Regions from separate parts of the Sus scrofa genome. Here all the other regions are linked to region 2. Evidence: chromatin contacts called from public Hi-C and HiChIP or PLAC-seq data. All regions are on one chromosome and are shown on one strand. The core of a region is the stretch at or near the end of the contact, and the rest is flanking DNA. Distances in the headings are between cores, read along the strand shown. Region 1 overlaps WWOX (WW domain-containing oxidoreductase). Region 2 holds the start of MAF (transcription factor Maf). Region 3 overlaps WWOX (WW domain-containing oxidoreductase). Region 4 holds the start of DYNLRB2 (dynein light chain roadblock-type 2). Region 5 overlaps WWOX (WW domain-containing oxidoreductase).

The links. Hi-C and Micro-C count contacts between places; a contact is called where the count stands out from the background. HiChIP or PLAC-seq counts read pairs in DNA pulled down with a chosen protein or histone mark.
Region 1: a contact with region 2 is called in a Hi-C map of retroperitoneal adipose tissue, with 1.6 times the contacts expected there. The contact joins the enhancer-like site here to the promoter of MAF in region 2. A contact is called at or near these places in 2 of 5 promoter capture datasets (fetal liver and skeletal muscle), 4 of 47 Hi-C or Micro-C datasets (heart right ventricle, psoas muscle, retroperitoneal adipose tissue and 1 more) and 2 of 2 datasets of contacts at active chromatin or transcription factors (alveolar macrophages and skeletal muscle).
Region 3: a contact with region 2 is called in a Hi-C map of omental adipose tissue, with 2.2 times the contacts expected there. The contact joins the enhancer-like site here to the promoter of MAF in region 2. A contact is called at or near these places in 2 of 5 promoter capture datasets (fetal liver and liver), 16 of 47 Hi-C or Micro-C datasets (adipose tissue, alveolar macrophages, embryonic fibroblasts and 8 more) and 2 of 2 datasets of contacts at active chromatin or transcription factors (alveolar macrophages and skeletal muscle).
Region 4: an H3K27ac HiChIP or PLAC-seq map of alveolar macrophages shows a contact between it and region 2. The contact joins the promoter of DYNLRB2 here to the promoter of MAF in region 2. A contact is called at or near these places in 1 of 5 promoter capture datasets (liver), 2 of 47 Hi-C or Micro-C datasets (fibroblasts and heart right ventricle) and 2 of 2 datasets of contacts at active chromatin or transcription factors (alveolar macrophages and skeletal muscle).
Region 5: a contact with region 2 is called in a Hi-C map of skeletal muscle, with 4 times the contacts expected there. The contact joins the enhancer-like site here to the promoter of MAF in region 2. A contact is called at or near these places in 2 of 5 promoter capture datasets (fetal skeletal muscle and liver), 2 of 47 Hi-C or Micro-C datasets (liver and skeletal muscle) and 1 of 2 datasets of contacts at active chromatin or transcription factors (skeletal muscle).

Annotation. Positions count from the first base shown.
Region 1 is chr6:8,989,187-8,991,886 of Sscrofa11.1, reverse strand. All of the region lies in intron 8 of WWOX (WW domain-containing oxidoreductase), which reads left to right. Among named protein-coding and RNA genes, the nearest start is that of MAF, 520 kb to the right of the region's middle. Within about 2 kb of position 1,431, at least 13 of the 83 cell types and tissues checked have an H3K27ac peak or open chromatin away from gene starts, as enhancers often do. A contact at or near this core is called in retroperitoneal adipose tissue and subcutaneous adipose tissue, where this site is marked.
Region 2 is chr6:8,467,427-8,470,126 of Sscrofa11.1, reverse strand. It overlaps MAF (transcription factor Maf), which reads right to left and starts at 1,391. Exons shown (of 3, transcript XM_021097066.1): 1 at 225-1,391. The coding sequence starts at 1,345.
Region 3 is chr6:9,186,092-9,188,863 of Sscrofa11.1, reverse strand. All of the region lies in intron 8 of WWOX (WW domain-containing oxidoreductase), which reads left to right. Among named protein-coding and RNA genes, the nearest start is that of WWOX, 680 kb to the left of the region's middle. Within about 2 kb of position 1,418, at least 2 of the 83 cell types and tissues checked have an H3K27ac peak or open chromatin away from gene starts, as enhancers often do. A contact at or near this core is called in omental adipose tissue, where this site is marked.
Region 4 is chr6:7,660,105-7,662,856 of Sscrofa11.1, reverse strand. DYNLRB2 (dynein light chain roadblock-type 2) reads left to right here and starts at 1,477. Exons shown (of 4, transcript XM_021097077.1): 1 at 1,477-1,613. The coding sequence starts at 1,611. All of the region lies in intron 8 of CDYL2 (chromodomain Y-like protein 2), which reads right to left.
Region 5 is chr6:9,106,564-9,109,263 of Sscrofa11.1, reverse strand. All of the region lies in intron 8 of WWOX (WW domain-containing oxidoreductase), which reads left to right. Among named protein-coding and RNA genes, the nearest start is that of MAF, 640 kb to the right of the region's middle. Within about 2 kb of position 1,288, at least 3 of the 83 cell types and tissues checked have an H3K27ac peak or open chromatin away from gene starts, as enhancers often do. A contact at or near this core is called in skeletal muscle, where this site is marked.

The DNA of each region.
Region 1 (2,700 bases), core at 182-2,681, 520 kb before region 2:
ATGGCAGGTTCAAATGGTGAAGAGGTAGGGGTTAGGCTTCCCAGAGTGAAGTCTGAGCGTCACTGCTCAGTAGCCAGGTCCTCTTTGGTAGGTCACTTAATCTCTGAAATCCCAGTTTCCTCATCTACAGAATAGAGATAATAAAAATAGCTGATATGGGAGTTCCCTGTGGTCTAGTGGTTAGGATTTGGTAGTTACATCACTGTGGCCCAGGTTCATTCCCTGGTCTCTGGACTGAGATCAAGCCACTGTACACTGTTGCCAAAAAAAAAAAAAAAAAAAAAAAAGCTAATATTTATTGAGTCCTTACTCTATCTTAGCCCTTCACATGAATTAATTGATGTATCTCTCAGAATACAGTTGCCATTTTTATTTCTATCCCCATTTTACTGAAAAATCCCTAGAAAAGGAATTGGCCCAAGCTCATGGTTACCAGTTGGTAGACCCAAGATTTCAAACCCAGAGTATCTGATTCAGGAACCTATGCCCTTTCTACTCCTCTTCTAGGACATCCAACCAAGGGCCGAAATGAAATCATCCACGCAGTGCTTAGTACAGTGCTTGACAACTAGCCCTCAAAAGATAGTATTTTCATTGGCTAAATACTAAGTAACGTACAGCATTCTAATTAGTATCAATAACAAATAAGTGCATTCATCTTATTAGTATGGAAGACTTCAACGTATAGCAAAGTCAAGGTCTGAAAGAGGAGGGGGTCACTTCTATGTGACAGGCAGGGTCCGTGAAGGCGTCCTGGTGAAGATGTCATTGAACCGAGTCTTGAGACCCAAGGGGGACCATTAGGACTGTGAAACAAATGGCTGTCATGTACTGGTGCTCTAGTCAGGCTCAGAGCACACATGACATTGACCCTGCCTACATGGAGTTGATACTTTAATGGCGCATCATGTCGGAAGCCAAGAACAAATGAATCAGAACAGCCAAAGAGACCATGATGAAATGCTCTGGGCTGGAAGTCCTCCAAATTGGGCCTGTAGTCCCTGTGGTGCAAGATGCAGTCTTTATCTCAGTGGGCTCTGATCAAGTCCATATGCTCCCTGGCAGATCTTCGGAATTTTCATGTTCTCTGCACAGAGATGAGCTACTGCTGGCGGGTTGGCCAAGGAAGACGGGTTGCCCTTGAAGCAGAAAAGGGGGAAATGGCTCCGTGCCAGCCAGAGACCACTGCATTCTTGGCCATAAATGGAACTACTGAGATGTGTAGGATGTCATAAAAAAGGACATTTACATAATCCTATTTTGGATGAGATTTTTATCACAAACAGAACACACGATGGCCAGCAGGCTTATCTTTCTATTTGATTTCATCCCTGAAAAATGTGTTACAGTGAGAGCTGGCAGGAATCCACACGGCCCCTCCCTCCCAGGTCCTCTTTCCCAAGCGAGGGTGCTGTCTCCTTGGCCAATAACCAGGAAGACGATTCAGCAAGACTGTCGCTGGTCCCTCCCTTTTGCGAGGTCCCTGTGGGAGAGGAAGACGCACGGTAGCCGTCGCAAAGGAAGACGCTGTATGCCTAAGAGTCGTGGGCCTTTGGGTGAAATAGATGATTGGACAAGGTATTAAATAAATTCAGTAAATGAGGAACAAAAGAGAAGCTTCAAGAAAAGGAAACTCTGCCACGTTTCAGAATCCAGCCTCCCAGCGCAGATGAAAAAATTACAGTGCTGTTTGTGTCATTCCCTGGAAATGAGATCTGGCAGATTTTTCCGTTCACTTTACAGGATTTAAAGGAATATCCCTGAATGCCATAATCCCAGGTAAATATAGCGTCGAGTCCAAGTGGGAACACCCAGAGGCCCATAAATCAATTCTTGAAAGATGGTATATTAAGTGATAACCTTGTCATATTTGAAGTCACACTGGAAGGATATATTGCACTTTTGTTCCTTTCATGGTCTCGGCATCAGTGAATTAATTCAGGGAGTCTTAACTTGTCAAAAACGGGGCTGGGGTGATCAAGCTACAGGCTCTTCCCTGTGCCTTTCTCCCAACCGCCACCTGACCCGGGGGGAACACTCGTCCCAGTGTCTGCCTCCCTCCGTTCAGGAAGCAGTCATATTTGAAATCATTGCTTTGTATATTATGTTTTTAATAAACAAGGCCGTGTGTAAGGTTGAAAGATACGCATGGGAATTGAATTCAGGCAGGGTTATGTCAGGTCCCCGTGTTGGGGGATCCTGTGCAAGAAAAACACCCTCCTTGCAACACTGTTCATGAGAGGTCAGCTAAATAAGGCCCCCCAGGGATGTCCAGTAGGATTTCATTAAGAAAATAATAGCAGAGTATTTATGCAGGACCATTACCTGCCACACGTCACAGGAGCTGGAGAAAGAGTGGCACCTTTTCAGGAATGTCCCGAGTTGATTGGTTGGTCGCATTAGCGAAACTCTGGAAGGGGACTCGGGCAGCCTTTAAAAACATGAAGCCCCCTGAGCCTCTTTAATTCTCAGTTCAGTTTTGCATATGCCTGTGGTCCTGATGTCAGTAGTTTTCCAAAAGCCAGTGTCCCAATTACTCAGATGGCCAAGAGAAACAGCCGTAATTTTTTTCTTATCACATAACTGTGCTTCAAACCACGATTTAAAACAGATGAACGGAGCACTCTATCCGGGTTCAAGTTAGCAAACAGGCCACACATCCCAGGTTTTGGCCTCTTCGGCCTCGCCTGGGTGCAGCCT
Region 2 (2,700 bases), core at 142-2,641:
CACCAACTCTGAGCAGGGTGTGTGTGTGTGTGTGCGTGCGTGTGTGTGTGTGTGTGTGTGTGTGTGTGTGTGCAGGGGGCAACTGCGGGGCGGGGGGCAAGCTCAGGAGGGGAGGGGGCGAGGTGGTGGCGAGCAAGGCTCTGGAACTGGCAAGCCCACACCCGAGTCGGACCCCCATGGAGCACTTATCAAGGTGGCTAGCTGGGATCGCGTGTCAGACTCACATGAAAAACTCGGGAGAGGACGGGTTGTCGCTGCTCGAGCCGTTTTCTCGGAAGCCGCTGCTCACCAACTTCTCGTATTTCTCCTTGTACGCGTCCCTCTCGCGCACCAGCCTGGAGATCTCCTGCTTGAGGTGGTCGACCTGCTGCAGCAGCTGGTTCTTCTCGGACTCCAGGACGTGCCTCTGCTGCACCCTCTTGAAGCGGCAGGACTGGGCATAGCCGCGGTTTTTCAGGGTCCGCCTCTTCTGCTTCAGCCGGATCACCTCCTCCTTGCTGACCCCGCGCAGCTGCCGGTTCAGCTCGCGCACCGACATGGTCACCAGCTGCTCATCGGAGAAGCGGTCGTCGAAGTGCAGGCCGCCGGCGGCGTGGTGCGGGTGCAGGGCGCCCCCCGCCCCCGCCGCTCCGCCGCCGCCTCCGCCGCCGCCGCCGCCGCCGCCGCCCCCGGCGCTGGCCGGGCCGCCGCTGCCCGCGCCGCCCGCGCCACCGGCCGAGGCGGACGCGCTGCCCGCGGCGCCGGGCGCGCCGGCCGTCGGGTGGTGGTGGTGGCCAGCGGCGTGGTGGTGGTGGTGGTGGTGGTAGTGCGGGCCCGCGCCGCTCTGCGCAGCGGCCGCGGCGATCACGGCGGACACCACGGCGGCGGCGGGGCCCATCTCCTCGCCGCTGCCGCCCAGGGAGGCGCCGGCGCCGGCCCCGGCCGCCGAGGCCAGCTGCTGCGCCCCGCGCGCGTAGCCATCGAAGCCGCCCTGGAGCTGGTGGCTGTTGCTGATGAGCGCCTCGACCGCGTCCTCGGGGCTGAAGCCCAGCGCCTCGGGGTTCAGCTGCTGCGGATAGCCGGTCATCCAGTAGTAGTCTTCCAGGTGCGCCTTCTGCTCGCTGCCCGAGCCCGGGCTGGGCGCCGAGAAGCTGGGGGAAGGGGGCACCGAGCTGCACGGCGTGCTCATGGGGGTGGAGGACAGCGAGCCCCCGGCGATGAGACGGCCGCACTGGCTGATGATGCGGTCGGTCTCCACCGGTTCCTTTTTCACTTCAAACTTCATCAGATCGAAGTCATTAACATATTCCATGGCCAGGGGACTGGTGGGCAGGTCGGAGTTGCTCATTGCCAGTTCTGATGCCATTCTCCTGCCGCCGCCGCCGCCGCCGCTCCGCCAGATGGGCTGCAGGAGAGGGGCCAGCGGGCTGTGCTGGGTGGCCAGCGGGTGAGCCAGCTTGCCGGGCTGGGGCGCTTCTAGCTCGCGCGGCGGTGGCTGGCCCGAAACCTCCGAGCGCGCACACACCCCCCCGCCCTGCCCGCGCCCCCGCGCCCGCCCTCCCTCCCCCTGCTCACGCCAATGTGCTCGCTGCTCGCCCGGGCCCCTCCTCGCCTGCTCGTCTCCTAGCGCGCCGAGCCGGCGGCTTCAGGCTCGGGAAGGTCCTCCGCGGGTTGCGGTGGCGGCGGCGGCGGCGGCGGCGGCGAAGCCGGAGGAGCCCGGCCGGGTGCGCGGCGTCCCCCGCTCGCCGCTCCGCTGCGCCCTTTGCATAAGGAGGGCTCGCCTCGCCGGCCTGGGCTGCAGGCGGGGCGCGCGCGGCGGCCGCTCGGGGCTGGAAGCGCGGCGGGCGGCTGTCCGGGCGGCGCTGGCCTTGGCACGGGGGAGTTAACACTTCATGCTTCTCGCCTCCTCTTCAGCCTGGCTCTTTTTATTTTTTTTTTCTCTTTCTTTCCTCTCTCTCTCTCTCTCTCTCTTTCTCTCTCTCTCCCTCGCGCTCTTCCTCCCTCCGTGCAAAGTGCAAGACAGAGGTGCAGCCGGGCTGGAGGAAAGGGAGGGGGGAGTTGAGTTCTTTCTTGGCTTTTTTTTTTTTTTTTTTTTTTAAAGCAAAATAGCGAAGTCCCGGGGAAAGGCGAGGCGGAGAGCAAAAGGGGGGAGGCCGAGCCGACGAGCAGCCCGAGCTACAGCTCGAAGATGAAAAAAAGATTTTAAAGCCTCTGATCCAGCAAGAAGAGTTTAAAGCAATTGCTGAGTTTTATAGCACTTGTGACGTCAGGCCCAAATGGGAAATTGACTGGTACTCCAGACCAATGGGAGGCGGCCGCGATTAGCATAATAGTGTAGAGACAAGGAAACTTTTCGGAGCTGTCAATCAGGGCCCAATCAGCTGACTGTCAGCTGGGACGGGCAGCCTTAACCCTTCCCGCTCCGCAGCCTCCTCAGGAGGCTGCAGAGCCGGGAACAAAGTTTGGTGTAAGAGGGGAAGGAGTTTTCCAGCGGCGCTGTGGGAAACCAGGTGGACCGGGAGGCCGATTTGCTTTACTTTGGAGCGAGAGAGGCCTGCCTTCCGGAGCCCCAGCTTGCCTGCCACTCCCTCAGCGGAGATTGGCCTGACCCCCACTCTCTGGATCCTGTATTCGCCAGGCAGCTTCTTCTCTTTACTCCACCTTCGGCACCCGGGTGTCCACCCAGGGGACCTTCCTTCCCCGAGCCTGGCACTGCCCGGA
Region 3 (2,772 bases), core at 169-2,668, 720 kb before region 2:
TGAGGATTCAAAGCGATGCTCGTGCGTGGAAGGGGCTTAACCTACCCCTGGGCCGGGGGTTATTACCCGTCATCATTGCTTTAAAGATTCCTCAACCAGTAAGAATCTCTTCCCATTATTATGGATCCCTGCATTGATTGAACCAACATGCCACCTGTACCTGTGATGCCACTGCCCAGTCCAGTCTGACCCAAGTATGGAAACTGGTGTGGTGTGGAGGAGAGACCCTCAGAGTTAAAACTGAAACAGGGAGTTCCGGTTGTGGCGCAGTGGAGACGAATGTGACTAGGAACCTTGAGGTTGCGGGTTCGATCCCTGACCTCGCTCAGTGGGTTAAGGATCCGGTGTTGCTGTGAGCTGGTACCAGCCGCCACACGAGGGTCCTTGGCTTCACACAGAAAAGAATTCAGGAGCAAGCGGAGTGAGGAGACACACATTTATTTGGAGACACACATTCCAAAGGTGGAACGCGGTCCTTCTCAGAAGGCAAGGGTGGCCTCAGGCTGGGGTGGTTGTTTTTATCGACTAAGGAATCTCGTAGCTAATGAGCAGGGAAATATGAATATTCTTGCTATTTCGGGGTAGGGCGGGAATTTCCCAGGAGTTGGGCCACTGCCCATTTTTTGGCCTCACAGGGCCTTTTTGGCTCCTCGGAACTGTCTCGGAATAAAGGGGAGTGATTTTTAGAATCACAGTGAAGGTAGAAGGAGCTGAAGGTCAATGCCCGGACTGTTCCCAAAGCCATCTTGGTTTCAGCTGGTTCCAGCCGGTCTTTATGGCCCCCTTCGCAGCTGTCCCCTTCTCTGGTACCTCTTGTTTGTGTCCTGCCCACTTTCCTCCGTTCTCAGCAGGGACCCCGAGAGGAGAGTAGGACAGACTGCCCTCTCATCTCATGCGGCGCTGGGTCCACTCACACCAGCGTCCAACCTGAAGAAAGTCTTGAAAACAAGAAATGTAAATCCAGTGACTGCTGGTGGCCTCGAAAACTGTCTTCCACGAGTAAAAGACTGAGCTGGGCACTGAAGGTGTGAGCCACCTGACTGCCAAAGAACAGGCTCCGATGTGTGAAATTTATTTTAAAGAGAACATCCCTGGAAAGATGGGCCAGAGGGCTCTCAATTTCACCTGACTGTTATGGGAGAGGACTCGTCAGGTCCCCAGCTGGGTCTGAAAATTCAACGGACAGAGACAGATTCACAACACAAAAGCATAAGATTTATTCAGCGTAAGTGTTAGGTGACACGGGGGCCTTCGTGAGGAAAGGGAGCTTTACTCCCGGTGGGATGGAGGGGGCGCAGCCAGTCTTGGTGGAATAGTTCCGTGTCGAAAAGCACAGGCCAACTGCAGGGAAGTGGGGGAAACCTGGCAAGGCCTGTGCTTCTGTGTCCCTTTGTCGTCAGCAGTCGCGGTGCTCCTGACCTCAGAATGTGGACAGGGCACCTCTCACGGGAGGGCTTCGAGACCTGTGCTGGGGAGAAAAGAGGGAGGAAATCAGAGGTGCCTTCCTGTTCCTGCCCTTCTCTCAAACTCCTTCACCTTCAAATACTCGCTATGCCGAGGTGCCCTCTGTGGGGTAGTGTGTCCCGAACATGATCAGTTGTACCAAACATATTTCCCCGAGTTGCCATAACTTGGGCCAGTTGTCAGTGTCAGGATCCCCTGTCTTTCCGCCACTCCAGATTCTTCCTCTCCTATGTTACCTAAAAGGTCAAAAATCTAGAAAGGTGAAATAGGCTTGTGCCAGAAACGTGGTAGTGATGCAGCTAATGCTTCTGTGATGGACTGATGGTTGGCTGGCTGGCTGGCTGGCTGGCTGGCTGGCTGGCTGGCTTAGGCTCCAGTATTTCTGTCTCCTTAGTTATAGGCTTTGGATTAACTCAGGAGTCTGAGGGTACGTAAGCACCTCCTGTAATCCTGGGGTTCCTCCGTGAAGCTCTACCACGTGGAGACAGTGAGGGTTACAGCGAGCCACCAGCAAGGTGAATTATCTCCCTGCGCCTTTTGGAAACTGAACTATTTTGTCTCCCCAAGGGAGAAATAGGAAGAACAGTAGAATTTAGCTTCAGAGGAAAGCCTCTTGGCCTTGAATGAGATGACTTTGTTACTGGGCAAAGCAGCCCAGCAGGAAGCGCTCTTTGATATGCAAATGTTGCCTGATAAGGATTTCCTCCCAGTCCCCAGTTCCCCAGCTGGAATATCCTCCCTAGGAAGAGTGGCCCAGCCCCTCCCATCCCGGAGCCTTCAGAGGTCCCCCGCAGAATCTGGCCCAGGTTGCAACATGCAGAGTCCGAATGGATACACTGTGCAATATCTGTGCCCACGGGGGATCCCTTCCAGCTCCTCGGATGCTCAAGTCCCTTATACGGGATAAGGTAGGACAGTGCGCATCCTCTGTATCCAGGGGTCCCACATCTGGGATACGGAGGGCCAGCTGTGGTCCACTGCTTCTGAAGTGAAATAGATAAGGACACATCCGTCAGGGTGTGAGGGGAGGGAGAGATGGAAAAACCTGGAGAAATAAGGAGCTCAGAGCCCTCTGGTCACCTTCAGGGCAGACAGACGTTTCCTCCGGATCATGCTGTGTTATGAGGTGGAGACAAACTCTTTCCATCTCCCCTGTGAGTGCGCCAGCCTTAACCTCCCCATGTTGTCCAGCGCTTCTGTGACAAGGTCCCCTGACCCTTTATCACCTAGGCTGTTGGGTCTTCTGTCCAAAACCACCATTGAGTACCACCCCGACTAAGAGTCCAGCTCCCTGATTGCGTGGAGCTC
Region 4 (2,752 bases), core at 228-2,727, 810 kb after region 2:
AGACTCCTCCCGCACTATCTTGGCTGCCCATTCCAAACCATCTCAGTTGGAATTCCAATGCCGAGTGACAAAGGACCTGAGTTAGCTATCGTGACTTGGTTTTTTTTGAGAAGTCTCGTTTCTTGAAGACAAAAAGGGGGGGAAATGACAGTGACCAGGATCCCTTTCTCTACCAAAGGGGGGGGGGAATTGAAGCAGAACTAGAGCTTCTCAAGAGTGTTTCTGTACATAATGTAAAAATCCTAAACTGACAAGACCAAACTGAAACGGATCATCTAGTCCAAACCCTCCCAGTTCAAAACCATTCCTGGGGAATCCCTGACAAGAACCTATAGAAATTCTAGTTGATGCTCCTACCTATTGCCTGTCTTGTTTGTGGTGAGACAACTTACTGGAAATGGAAGCACAAACCAGATCAGTATTACAGGGATCATTATAGCATGGTCCCTATGAAGATGCATCTGCAACTCACCACTTGTATTTAGTACTCAGTTTAGTAATCAAAGCCCTCTTCAAACCCTAGGACCACATGAAAACACGACACAAAACTTTCCTTCTGTGCCTCACACATAGCTGTGCTCTTCCTCCCAGGCTACAAAGATACACAATGCCCTTCAAACGAGCAGGTGACTTCTGACCATCCCTAACTGCTCTAACTTGTTTCCCCACCAGTTCCTTAAAAACCCAGCGAGCTGCTTTTCTATGGCCCTCGGTAGAACCTCCGACACTAGCATTTACAGTTTTACAGCAACTCAGAAATGTGGGCAAATAATTCTGTAAAAACAAAAATAAAGATCCTAATACACTAAACAAAATTACCAGTATGGAGCAACTCTTCCCACTGAGTGAAGGGCAGCTTGGGGGTGCTAGAAGTACGGAGAATATAAGCCGTAAGATGGCGCTTCACCTACTGCTTTGGGGGTGGGGAGATGTAAATTAATGAAAATACATAAGCTACTACTTTTCGATGCTGCGATATAGTTCTGCTTTAATTAAAAACAACTGTCCTTGGGGGCGGGGAACAAACCTATCAGCGCCGCACGAGGCAGCGCGACAGTTCTCCGAGTGTCACAGGCATCGGAGTCTAGTACCAAATGTCACCTCGGAGTCAGACGGACCCACCCCGGCTTATTTGGTCCAGAGCACGTATCACACTTAGACGGTATTGCTTCGTTTTGTCGCATTCGGCTGTCTCCCGCGCTAGAATGGACCCCAGACCCAGAGGAGAGCCCGGGACGTGGTAGGTGGTCAATAAATCGTTCTTGGATGAAGAAGTGCCTGTTACACGAATGCGTACCTCAAGGAATGAATGAATGAGAGGACGAACGAATGACCCGGAGCCCGGCCTAAGCCCCTCGGTACTCCTCGACCCCAGGTGAGCACTCGGGGCCACGCTCCCCAGCCTCCGCTTATGGCGGCCGGGAGGCGCCAGGCCAGCTCGGGGCGGAAGAACCTGCCTGGCGGCTGCCCGACCCGCAAACACGCAGGCGCGGCACCAACACTTCCGGAAGGTCACTTCCTCCCCGGTCTCCTAGCAACGACTTGGAAGCGTTGTTGACATCCTCGCTGCCGTAGCGCTAGATTGAGCCCAGAGTTTCGCCGCCCGAGCGATGGTAAATCCGGGGTCTCCGTCCCCGACCCGCCGCTCTAAGGGCGAGGGGTTTCGCTGCCCGGCTCCCGGGACCGATCCCGGCCCGGCGGGTCCCGGGGCCCGGCGGGTCCCGGCACAGCGGTGGGCTGGGTGTTCCGCAAGCTTCTTGGAGGGGCGACGCGGAGACCCTGGAGGGACTAAAAGCTACCATGGAAGAGGGGGAAGAATATATCTAGATGGGAAAGCTGTCTTGGGGCATATATATCTAAGGTGGGGGGGTGGTTCTTGCGGTAGTAATTGGGGAGGGAGAATATCGTAAAGAGGAAGAGAGATACGGAGGGGATGAAAGATCCTGAGGGGGATGGGAAATCTCGTTAAGAGCGAGGAAATTTCGAAAAGGGGAGGGGCGCCAAAGAGAGGAGAAAAATCTCCCTGAGAGGAAAGAAAGAGATGGGACTGGGAACGCAAGGGAATGGAGAGAAGGGAGAAGGAGGAAACATTGAGGGGGGGGGGGGGGGGGGAAAGGAGGAGTTCCCTTTGTGGCTCACTGGTTAACAAACCCGACTAGAATCCATGAGAACGCAGGTTCCATCCCTGGCCTCGCTCAGTGGATTACGGATCCGGCATTGCAGTGAGCTGCGGTGTAGGTCGCAGACGCCGCTCGGATCTAGCGTTGCTGTGGCTGTGGTGCAGACCAGCAGCTGTAGCTCTGATTCGAACCACCATATGTCACGGATGGCGCCCTAAAAAGCAAAAAAAAAAAAAAAAAAAAAAAAAAGAAAGGGGAGGAGGATAAGAAAAGGATAGTGGCGACTGAGGAAAGTTTGAAAAAGAGCAAAGTGAAAGCAAAAAGTTGTTGGTTTTTTAAGAAAGGAATGAAAAGAAGATTGGCCATGGGGATTAGGCGATTGTATTAAGAGGTCTCAGAAATCACGAAAGAAGAAAACACATGGGAAAAGAGTGAAATGCCAGGAAGAGCAGAGAAAATTGTTCGGTTAGAAGTGAAACAGAAAAAGAAAAACGAGGGCTGTGGCTGAAAGGATCTGTGGCGTTGTCTTATAGACAAAATGGCAAAAATGTACTGTTAGTGCTCTCCTGTACCGCTATTATGCTTTAGTGCAATGCTTTCCAACGTGAGATACAAACATTAGCTGCAAATAC
Region 5 (2,700 bases), core at 39-2,538, 640 kb before region 2:
AGGAGATCGGAGCAAGAGTGGCTTCCACTGCTGCTTTATCTCTGCATCCTGGATCCCAAACCCAGAGGTTCCCATGCTCTAATGGCTTTTTCCTGGCCGTGGCCTTCAACTGATTGGAAGCAGATCGCACACACATACAAGCCAGCACACTGGAACGTCCGTCCCTGTCCACTTGGACCTAAAAATACCTAACACGTGTATGAAGTTCAGGAGGGCAGGTAGCATCCTCAGGGCTCAGGCGAGCTCTTTGTACACCAGCTGTGGCTTCAGGTGGGAGCGTGGTGTGGTTATGTGTGTCTGCATGGGGTTTTTCTTCCAGCAGAGTCAAAGGTTTTATTATCGTCAGCTCTCCAGCCTCATGACTCTTAGCAAAGTTGGTCCACGGCAGCCTCAAGCCTAACCAACAGGGCACACAGAGCAGAAAGATCCCCCCCCCAAAAAAAATCATCTGGAAGGTGGCAGGAGGAAACGGTTCTGCCAGGGTCCCCCTTGCCACCAGGGACATGTCCCCTGAATGCTCCTTGAGGGATAAAAATAGCCCCCGGAGTCACTGAATGCCCAGTTGGCTTTCTCCCCAAACCGTATAAGCAGGCAATCAGGATTTAACGACCCACAAATTTCCAGTTTTTTAGCTGATGAAGAAAATACGTACCCATATATTTTTTTTAACCTCAGTTAGTCTCATCTTGAAAAAAAAAAAAAAATCATTCAGTGACTTCCTCCCTCTCTTTCCGATGAGGAAAACCGGACTATTTATGCTGCATTTTCGGCTTTTTTTCATATATAATTTTTCATATAAATGCACATTTTCCCCTTCTTTCGGGGCGGAAATTTAACTTTTGTGGAAAGGCGATGTGTGTTTAAATTACCAATTTCATAGGCAATATGTCCGATAATTGCGGCGAGATACTGAGTTAACTTGTAGCAATGCGTTTCCGTGACAAAGGGAATATCAGTTTGTTTGCGGTAAAGCAGGGAGGATAAGGCGCCCGAAACTTTACTATTTGGGGCTGGGGTGGGGGGGGTGGGGGGGTGGGGAGGGGCGGCCAGGGAAGGAAGGCCCTGAAATTGCTTTTTATAATTAAAAAGGGAATCTTGGATGTGTTATATCTTGAATATTTACAATAAAACCTTTAAGTGCTTGTCAAGAGGGTAATGTGTCATTAACTGGGGACTCTGCCTCGCCTCTCCTCTCGGACATGACAGCGCGGCAGGATAAGAGAAGAGTAATTATAGTTCAGCAGGGCTGCCAGGTGTGATAAATGACTAATCAGCACGCGGGAGCCTCTGTCCTCAAAGGAGGACTATTACAGTGTTATCAGCTGCAGGCCCGGGTGTACGGGGCCCGGACAGGGACAGGGACAGGACCTTGCGCCGGGCGGCTTGGCACGCCGCTCGGAAGCCCACGGCTGTCTCCTAGTTTTGTCACCGGCGTCTTTGTGTGGCTGCCACCCCAGGGGGATGGAGACACACGTGGGGCTCCCGCCCTCTGCCTGGTGCTCATATTTCTATAAGGCGATCGCTGGGCTCCGTGGCCACCTCCAGGTCCCCCCCCCCGGGGGGGGTGCTTTGCCAGAGGGGGTGGGCGGCTCTGATGGCATCAGAAGGCTGTTTTCAGGGGTGGAGGCCGCCAGCCTCTCCTACTCCCCGTTCAGGTCTGGTGCAGGTGGGGTGTTACACGCCGTATGTTTGGCTGCTTCCCTGGAGGGAACAATACCCTGCTGTTCCCTGGGCAGAATTCTGTCCTGCAGGACCAGGGACATAGGACCCTGATCTTTAAATGTTCTCTGACTCTGCTCCGGGGACCAAGCACCCATGGATCCGATTCGTTCCCTTCTCAGGATCAGGATACCTGCTTTCCCCACGTGGGTTAGACCTTCGGAGGGAAATTAATCAAAACCCCTTTCAGACAAACTGCGTGCGGTTGATTCTTTCCTTGTTAACCCTCTTGTTTGTTGTTGTTTTCTTTTCTTTCCTTCTTCCTGCCTGCCCAAGGCTGGCCCTGGGGGTGGCAAGACCATTTGAAATAGAAGCATAAAAATTGTGCCTGGCACCTGACTGTGAGGAGGTAGACAAGGGCGGAATGTGCTCTTATTAAAAAAAAGACGAAGGAGAAGAGGCAGAAAAAGAAAGAGGAGATAGGACAACACTTTGGATACAAAGGTTATTTTTATAATACTTGCATTTTTATCGTTCGGCGTATTTTAACAGGGAGCCCTGAGTGAAGTCAAAAAATTATGACTCCGGCACCCGAGCTCCTTATCTGACAAATGCAATGCGAACGGTCTTGTTCTTATCAATGAGATCAGATTTCAAAAATGAATGCGGGGACCGCACGACGCTCTGCACACAGATAACCTTGCAGGCGCGGACTCCCAAACCAGAATAAAAGGATCCTCGGTGAAATAATGGGGCCCGGAAGCCCAGTCGCGTCACACGGTAATAGGCAGCGGGGGGTGGAATCAAAAGAGGGAAAAACTCATTTCATCTCAGTTAATGGCAGGGAAACGAAGGCAGAGGAGGACTTTCTTTGGAGCGAAGCTGGTGCGACAAAGCCCAGGGTTTCGCCCTGTCATGCACCATTTGCCAATGCGCCAGGGCCCTTTTCAGGAGCTGTGAAGCCATTATTATAATGTGAAAAAGGTGGAAAGAAATACTCCCTTCTGGACACTGGAAGGGCAAATAAGGTTCAAGCTTTTT